Regions from separate parts of the Mus musculus genome. Here region 2 is linked to region 1. A link is a contact called in public HiChIP or PLAC-seq data. All regions are on one chromosome and are shown on one strand. The core of a region is the stretch at or near the end of the contact, and the rest is flanking DNA. Distances in the headings are between cores, read along the strand shown. Region 1 overlaps Ppp1r9a (protein phosphatase 1, regulatory subunit 9A). Region 2 has its middle 20 kb from the start of Gm34470.

The links. HiChIP or PLAC-seq counts read pairs in DNA pulled down with a chosen protein or histone mark.
Region 2: an H3K27ac HiChIP or PLAC-seq map of the NIH/3T3 cell line shows a contact between it and region 1, with 8 times the contacts expected there. The contact joins two enhancer-like sites. A contact is called at or near these places in 1 of 39 promoter capture datasets (the 3T3-L1 cell line), 3 of 15 datasets of contacts at CTCF or cohesin (the NIH/3T3 cell line and embryonic stem cells), 26 of 484 Hi-C or Micro-C datasets (adipose-derived mesenchymal stem cells, cerebellum, cerebral cortex and 10 more), 3 of 115 datasets of contacts at active chromatin or transcription factors (the NIH/3T3 cell line and embryonic stem cells) and 1 of 9 other capture datasets (embryonic stem cells).

The regions. Positions count from the first base shown.
Region 1 is chr6:5,127,090-5,131,477 of GRCm38.p6, forward strand. All of the region lies in intron 11 of Ppp1r9a (protein phosphatase 1, regulatory subunit 9A), which reads left to right. Among named protein-coding and RNA genes, the nearest start is that of Gm46949, 25 kb to the right of the region's middle. Within about 2 kb of position 2,847, at least 12 of the 459 cell types and tissues checked have an H3K27ac peak or open chromatin away from gene starts, as enhancers often do. A contact at or near this core is called in the NIH/3T3 cell line, where this site is marked.
Region 2 is chr6:5,581,436-5,586,017 of GRCm38.p6, forward strand. No RefSeq gene overlaps it. Among named protein-coding and RNA genes, the nearest start is that of Gm34470, 20 kb to the left of the region's middle. Within about 2 kb of position 2,821, at least 41 of the 459 cell types and tissues checked have an H3K27ac peak or open chromatin away from gene starts, as enhancers often do. A contact at or near this core is called in the NIH/3T3 cell line, where this site is marked.

The sequences.
Region 1 (4,388 bases), core at 1,597-4,096:
TGCCTATGATCTTCTGAAAATAAGGATCATTTTAACCCAACTATGGTTAATTTCCTTTCTAAGAGAATTTTACAGGGAAGATATGTTCTAAATATTTCTTTTGTTTAGACATATAGTCTGATTACCCATAAAAGCCATTTGATTCCTATGGGAGAGTTGGTCATTAGGAGACTTCCTGGTAGGCTAAGGTTAAGATGGACTGCAAGACCAGGATGGAGATTGTGGTGGGAATATTAGAATAGGAGGATGATGATGTGGGGGGGGGGCGGGGGTGCAGACAAGTGTTGGTTGTTCTTGGTTCTGCCTTGCTTCTCAAGGTTGGAGCAGGGCATCCTAAAAAGCCCATGTACGAAATCTAAATGCTGTATACTCTACTCACAGACATAAAAATAAGCCATTTAAAGTTAAGATCAGAAAACTCACCTCTATGTATAGTTCTGAAACCTACCAACTGTATTGGTTCAATATATACAATATTAAGGGTTTATTACAGTATTATACTAACCACAAGTTATGGCTAAGTTCTTTAAGTCAGATATAAAATATTTTGCATAATTTGAATTATTCCAATATCTATGGAAAATAAGTTCTTCTATGGGAACAGAAGCAGCATTAGAATGTTGACTGTTAGATTGTGAGGTATTTGGTTGGTTGGTTGGTTGTTTTCTTTTGTAATGATTCTAAGTAGCTCTAAACACCCAAACCAAAAAAAAAAAAAAAAAAAAAAGCCACATATTTTTAAAAGTTTGCTTGCGAGTCACTACAAATGAATGTTTTAATCGTGTTTCCTATGGATAAACTTGGCTAGTTAAATAACTACTAGCACTTAAGATCGCATCTGTGTTTGGGTCTCTGTTAAAGACTATTATTAGGAGTCTGACAGTCCTCTAAGAACTTAGGAAAATCTTTAACAGCTCTTGCAGGTAGTATAAGCACCCTAACTTCTGGTTAGCTGTTTTTTCTTTTTCTAAAGCTGGTCTGGACATCACAAGGATTTGCCTGCCTCTTTAAAATGCCTGGGATTTTAAAGGCATTTTAAAGGCCACCAAGGTATTACTCCAGGTTTTCTAACATTGCCTGTAGCCAGTTCTTCCCAAAATTGAACTGTACCTCCCCTTTAGGTAAACAATGCCCATTTAAGGGACCAGGCTTTCTGTCTACGAAGAAGCCTTAAGATCTGAATTCCACCTGAAGCTACTAATCTCACCCTTCTCTCAAAACCTGGCTCATGTGCAGCGGCAGGTACAGCCTCAGAGTTCTACCCACAGAACTGAGTTTCTGGACAAGTTGTCATTTGGTTGCATTTGCATGTCCTGAGATTTTAGGCTTTGCAGAATCTCTTTTTATCAGAATTGGTAAGTCGATCATCATAAAAGGATCATGAGGTATGTAAATGAGTTTCCCTAAAATCTAAAGCTAAAGTCTTTATCTTTCTTATTCTCAGAATTTCTGTCAGCCCATCCTGTGTACAGAGCCTCATCTTAACTCAGCTTTGAACTGCCCACAGAAAGCACTTCATTCCCACAGACAACTAAATTGCATTCCCAAGTCCATTTGGGTTTAAAATTGTATTTGTTGAGTATAGACATGAGAAGAAATTCCTAATATTCTTTCAGCAATTGGCAAACAAACAAACAAACAAACAAACAAAAAGCCTTCCTAGGAAATTTCGTAAGTATGACTTGGGATATGTTACTTGGCTTTATATTTAAATAATTGCAAAAGAAACTACCACCTGTCTGCATCATCCCATTGGAAGTTGCCTGTGAGTAGGTTCCTAACTGAATGCTATCATAAGAACAATAGCATCTGTATCTCTAGGTATAATAGTTGATGCAATGCATCTCACACAGTACTGAGTCGGTAAACGTGGTAGGTGGTATCACCGTGTGAAGAGCCAGGAGCTCCTCAATGGGAGAGGCAGAAGTCAAAGGAACATTCCTATATCATCCTCCTGAAACAACAGAGCTGACCAAACTAGATTGAGAATTAAGATGCTCCAAGTGAAAAAAAAAAACAAATGTGTACTTTTTACTCTTTAATTTTAACTACACAAAAATGTAAGTACGAAAAGCTACACAAAACAAATGCCTAATATAAAATCTTTAGCATTTGTATTAAAGTCCTATTTGACTCACATCTCCTGATCTCAGAATCTAGTAAGAAGTATGTCTCTTCAATTTTCTTATGTAATGTACATATTTCACTATTAGGAAATATGAATGATACTAGTTTCTAAATATTTTAAGTAAATGTACATGTTATTCTATAGCTTGCTTTATTCTTACTAATCTATTCAGTGGCAGTAAATAAAGACAGTTGGGGGGTGATTATGTGTCAGTCACTCTTCTAAGCACTCAGGTCTGCTAATGCATTCAGTCTTCATAACAATGCGGTGATTATTTTATGTCATTACTGTTCCCACTTTGCTGTGGAAGATCCTTAGGGACCTCTGAGAGGTTAGGTAAATTGCACAATTTTATGTCATGGCAGCTCATTCTGGATTCGAGCTGTGGGTCTGCTCACACAGTGCCTCTCTGAGATGCTTAAACCGACCGACCACCTGAATGCAATATGCATCAGCCCCCAAATCTCAAGGGTCCATCTTTTATGAACTTGCAGTGACTGTGTATAATATGCAGATACCATTTAAGTTTCTTGTTATGCCCAGCATTTCAGTTGACAACGGCAGAAGCCAGGTAGGACTGTGTTCTGAGGGGTTCAGTGCACAGGAGAGTATGCGGTGGACCCCATTGTTATTCCTCTCCACTCCCTCCCACTCTCCCTGCTGCCTGGGTCTGCTCCCCCTGTAGCATTCCATTTACGTCAAAAACAACGTCAGTGCAGTGGAAAACACCGAATGATTCACAGCCGTGCTATGCAGAACTGGTCTCTACGCTGTACGACATATAACACCCTCATTTCATAGAGCGTTTTCATAGCAGCTACTAAAATCATAACCGAATCCATTAAGTTCTTTTAAAGGATCCAATTTAAAGCAATATTGAAAGTAGTCTCGAGATGCGGGTACGGCCGTGTTCCACCCACTCAGAGTTCCACCCTAAGCTCCAGCCTGGAGAGTCTCTGAATGCATCCCTCCATATTTACTGATTCATTCAAGGCTGCTCCACCTTCCGTCTTCCACCTGCATTTGTGTGTGTGTGGCATCTATTAGGAAGCAGTGATGACCATGGCCACCTAAGCCTTCCCATCTCACTGCAGAGAACTCAAGAACTGAGCCAGGTGGCTTTCCCCTGCCACACCCAAGTGACACCCAAAATGACAGCACCCAAAATGACAGCTAAGGTTTTAGAGTATGAATTTTACTCTTGGGATAATTACAAAGCCAAATAAAATCCCATCAAGTTTTCTTTTCCCTGATGGGCCATGCTCCTGTGAGTTTGCAGCGTTGCACACTCTTGGGTATATGTTTCTACACAGAGCATAAAGTAAAATAGAAAAGGTGCTTGTGCCAGGCCCAAGATTGCTCATCAAGTTCACTTCCAGACAGAAGGGTGACCCTGTGGAAGGAGCATAGGCTTCTACACCTGAGTTCTCTCTAGGCTGTTTCACAGAGGAACTATGTAGTGCAAGTTAGTGATGAACTGAGAGGCCACGTTTGACCCTTAGTCTTCGTTTATGAGAAATAAAGTTGACCAGAGTCCTAAGATTCTTTTGAGTTATGATACTGTGATTCTTAAGTTGCATAGTGGAAGAAGATAGCATATAATGGATGAACAATGCAGATATTGCTACCAGGGGCTACCCAGCAGCCCCTGTCTCATGTATCCACACACTGATTCTTCTTGCCTGTCATTACTGAACATCTTCTTATAGACAGTGTTCCTTCTAGCATCCCCCTTGTGTAAGTGCTATCAGGGTGACAGTTCTCAGCACCACTCCACTCTTCTGGTTCTTAAAGAAAATTTTTCACTTCTCAGGATGGAAAATAAATTACTGGTTTGTAATCCATAGTCTCTGCAATAAAGTCTGATACTTGATTCAGACTCCCAGAAGTTGTTCACTGTGGGCAATGTGCTGTGGGCCACGCAGGTAACAGACTAAAAGCACTGCCTCTCAGACTTGAGCTAAGTGCATCTTTCCTAGGCACAGTTTATGATGAGGGATGCTGAAGCAGACGGTCCACATGGCCATTCAGGGTTGTCTAACAGCGGCACTAGGCAGGCTACTCCCTAATAACAGGACTGGTTAGTCTCTACTTGTCTCCATGCCTTCCACTACGTCCTCCAGTCTCCTCATTTCATTTCATTTGCTCACTACAAGCAATGGAGTGACTTCTGTAGTCCTGTGGGTGGGATGCTACCCTGTGTTTAAGTGAGGATTCTATTGCCAAAGAAACCATATTTACACAAGTGGGATATGCACCT
Region 2 (4,582 bases), core at 1,571-4,070, 450 kb after region 1:
ATAGTTTGCTCCTAATAACCGTGTATTCACTGAGTGAATGAGTTAGAGCAGAGCATCAAGTAAGTGTATTAGGAAATTTTCTTTTGGCTTGATTATTAAAATCCATCCCCACATTTTCTAAATGATGCGAACGTACAGAAGGCGGTGTGTGTGCCCTTCCGGAGATACACTTGCAGGGGTAGCATGTGTTATTCATTACATCACATATAACCTTTTCAGGTTTACAATCAATCTTGCTTGGAAGGCTAGTGTCATTTAAAAAGTACAGCAGCGTGCTGGAAGCAGAGACAATCTGAGCTGGCTACAGACTGTGAATCCAAATACCCTGTTTAAAGGTCCAAACATGAAGAAGGGGGATGTACTAAACACATCATTTTCTGTCCAACTGATTGAAAAGGGATGGTACATTGAAGCTTTGTTGGGTTTCAATGCATTGATTTTTTTCTGCTACCTATTTTTCTTGGGTTTGAAAGGTACTTAAGAGTCTATTTCAAGTTGCCTGCAGACTTCTTTTCTCGTGTTTCTTAAAACTATTTGTGATTAAATCACCCACATTGTCTTCAAGGCTCTAATGACCTTCTTCCGGCTGTACTCTATTTTTTCTTTACAATATTCTGTTTATCACATCTTTATTTTCCACTACACTGCTTGATTTTGGTTTCCCTGTCAGTTTTTCTGCTTTTCTTTTCTTTTTCTTTTCTTTTTTTTGATCCTCTGTTCAGTCTGGTATTCATTGCCCTATGTACTTGTTCGGCCTCTGGGACTTTCAGGGCATCTTCTAGGTCAAATGTTATGCCAGTCAAAGACAAGTTCCTGAATTTAAAGACATCACAGCCTGAAGTGATGATAGAGTACCCCAAGTTATTAATGATAGCATGTGGCATCATGAGCAAGCGTGGATTAATGCCACTCATATTGTGCAGGCATTGCTATTGAAATGCCAAACATTAGTTATGAGATAAGAGTGGTAGCTTAGATGATAGCATGATGAAAGTTAGCCTTTGAGGAAACCATGTGTAAAAAGAGGACTCTTAGGTTGTATTAAAGAGAGAAGCAGAGGTGCAGAGATGTCTGATAGGATGATGGTTGGTGCTTGATGGACAGCAGTGTTTCTGAAAGTGCCATAAATGGTCTGATGACATTGGGTCCATATTCTTGAAGCCTTAAAATTGAACTCCCACAAAATTGAACTGGATTTTCGGGAAATCATTAAAACTGTCTTGGACCAACACTCCTAGATTCAGTTTGTCTCTCCAGAGGTTTAGAAAGTCTTGCATAGAGAGAAGGGGGTTTCAGCTGTCCTGGTTTGATTGACTTACCCAACAAGACTGAAGATGGCATATAAGGACTTCAGTAGCAGAGGTTGTTTTTGTTGCTGTTATGTTACATGGTGTGTGAGTTTCCTACCACAAAAGTTGTCAGCTCTCTACTGGCATGTCCGGGGCAAAGGAGAGAACCCAGTCTGGCTGAGTCTCTTGGGGCTGAGATTCACCAGGCCAGCTGGGAGTCCTCAAAGCAGGAACTCATTTTATTGTATTAGTCTTTTGTTTATATAGGGTTGAGGAAGAAGGTGGGGATTTTTGCTGAGGTGAGATGGCATAGGGGTCAGGGAAGGGTGACAGAAGGTATGGGGTGAGATGACCAGGGGTGTGGGGTTATCTCATGGGGCCTATAAGAAATGGACACATCAGGGGTAGCTAGACAGAGGCAGGCTTAAGCAGGAAGTGCTGAGTCACTCCAGTACGGAAGTGAACAAGACAGGTCTCTAAACTCAAGCAAAGGCTTAGCCTTCCTCACTAGTACTTGGCCTCAGTTTCTGGCCGAATAAGGCCTAACAAGAAATGAATGTCAACATTTTTATGTGCCTAAAGTTTGGAAATCTCTACCCAAACTCCAAACCCTCAGCTCACATGACCACCTCAGCAGTTAAGCTGCTTTTCTTGACTCTCTGACTGCAAAGCCTCTTCCTCCAACAGCCTTCTCAGCATTCAGAAATGAAATAACATGCTCTAAACCACCAAACATCCAAACCATTCTCAAAAGATGTGGCATAAAAAATGCACTCACTTGGGAAAACAAATGTCTGTGGTTTTGTACTTTCTCTTCCTATTTTGTTTTCTATTCTTTTTTATCAACTAATTTTTAATTTTTTTCATTAATTTATTTATTGATTTTACGTTCCAATTACAGCACCCCCCTCCTTCCGGTCTCCTTTACACAGTCCTATTCCCTTCTCCTCTAGGGTGAGCCCACCTCCACCCCAGGTATTCGTCTACCCTAGCATATCAAGTCACTGCAGGACTAAGCACATTCTCTCACACTGAGTCCAGACAAGGCAGTCCAGCTAGAGGGACAGGATCCATGGGCAGACAACAAATTCAGGGACATTCTCACACCCTTTGCTCCAGTTGTTGGGGGACCTGCATGAAGACCAAGCTGTACATCTGCTACATATGTGTGGGGCTTGGGAAGCTAGGTCCAGCTCAAGCTTGCTTGTTGATTGGTGGTTTAGTTTCTAGGTGTCCCCAAGGGTCCAGGTTATCACCTCACTTTCTAAAGGGATTATTAATGGTTCCATAGTATGCAGTCTTTCTATTTGACACTATAACGCTACTCACCAGCCAGGCACTTGTCATTCAACCGACCAGATTTCCTAGGTTTTTTTGGCAGTTAGCTCTGATTGCACCTTGATTGTGATTGGTGAGAGGCTAGTAGGAGAGTCATGGAGCTTACTAAAGGGACAGTGCTTGATGGTCTTGTTTTCTGTTTCCTTCATCATGGTAGAACATCGATGAGAAAGCTCAAGTTCTAGAAGCTGACGTACCATGGTATGAATTTGAGATATGAACTACTCATAAGGTGGGAATGAGAGAGCAGCCTCTGGTCAATACAATAATGGAATGGCATTCCAGAGCAAGAGACTGTGCCAAGATTTGTTAGACCTGAAGAAGAAATGTTTCTCCTGTTTAAGCAGTACTATTGCAAGCTTTAGTGCCAGAATCCTAAGCAATACTCCATAGTACTCTGCGAATCCCCTTTCATGGCTACTTCCTGGTGACGTTCAAGTTACCCGTGATACTGGTACTCTTCACGGCACACAGCACCATTGGCCACTTCTCCTATTAAAGCACTCCCTCCTCGGGATGTTCATGAAGAGCCCTATAGAATGGCATCAGGAAAGGAAATTCAGGATATCCCACACAGAGGCCAAGCACGGCATCAGTAACTACTTGCAGCCCGTGGCATTGCATGGCCTGACCTTTTATATCCAAAGGTTCTTCTGTCCTTATTTATCCCTTGCATCAGAGTTCTAAGGCTGGGTAACTGAGAAATGCAGGGTCCTGAGCCTCAGTGCCCGTGAATCTTACGTCCTTCTCAGAGATAGTGTGTTGACACGTCTGATCTTTATTAGCTCCCCAGAAACCCAGACATAGGATAAAATAACATACATATTTCTGGGTTGAAGACCACTGTAGACCTGAGACTCCTATTTTCTGCTCTGGATTTTCAGCCTGAACAATCTCACAGTTTTCCAATTTGTCACCACATACATACTAGCAACATTGAAACTAACCATGCCAAGTCATGTTTGAGCTTCAGACTCATGGATCCAACAGCCATTTGGAAGCTCCAGTGGCTGTTTCATTGACATGTAAGGCTCAGCAGACACAATTGCATCTGCTTTTTCTGGTCACTCTTCTGTCTGCCTTTACTCTCCATGAATAGGACTGTGATTGCTTTAGTTGTGGCAATTAGAAATTTCAAATCCTTCTCCAATTCCCTCATCCTCTCAGATGCCTGTTAAACCTGTTCTAACACTGGGGATGCCCGGTTTTCCACTCATGTACTCCTTTCCATTCGCTCCCGCCATTTCTGGGTTGAAGCTGCCGTTGCTTCTTGCTCCATAGTCTTGCTTTCTTCTGGCCCTTTCCACAGTTGCTGGAGTGAACATGATAAAGTAGAAATCAACTTACGATGTCTTTGCCTACAGCCCTCCAGGGAGTAGTCATCGCTTTAGGATGGATGTCTAATTCTGTTGCCTGACCCACAAGAGTCTCATGCTATGCTACTGTTTTGCTCTCCTAACTCTCGGCCCTCACAATGATATGCTCCTGCTTTGTCTCCTAACTCAAGGCCCACCGCTCTTCTCACCTTCATGTATCTTACAGATTGAAAGAGAGGAGCACTCCCTAATTTACACACTCCCCTCCCCTCCCCACTCGGAGCTAACCCTGGAATATTCTAGAATGCCCTGTTTGTTATTTTACTAGTCTGTAATATTACCTGATTGTGGGAGCAGTGTCACACAGGGCATAGAAGACTCAACATCAAATGGTTTTGGCCCCTCTGTGGGTTGCAGCTACCACAGAGCCGACCTAATGGTCCATTTGATAGTTACTGAATGAATGCAGATTCTTAATTATCCTGTAGATAAGTTTATAGAGGTGTGATAATCCTCTCACCATCACATTAAGAGCTCTAGCTGAAGCCACACTCGATCAAGGCTTGCTGTTTCCAAAGCTCATGCTCATGTCACAGTAAACACACAAGGGCATTTTTATGAAAAGGCTGTAATAATGAT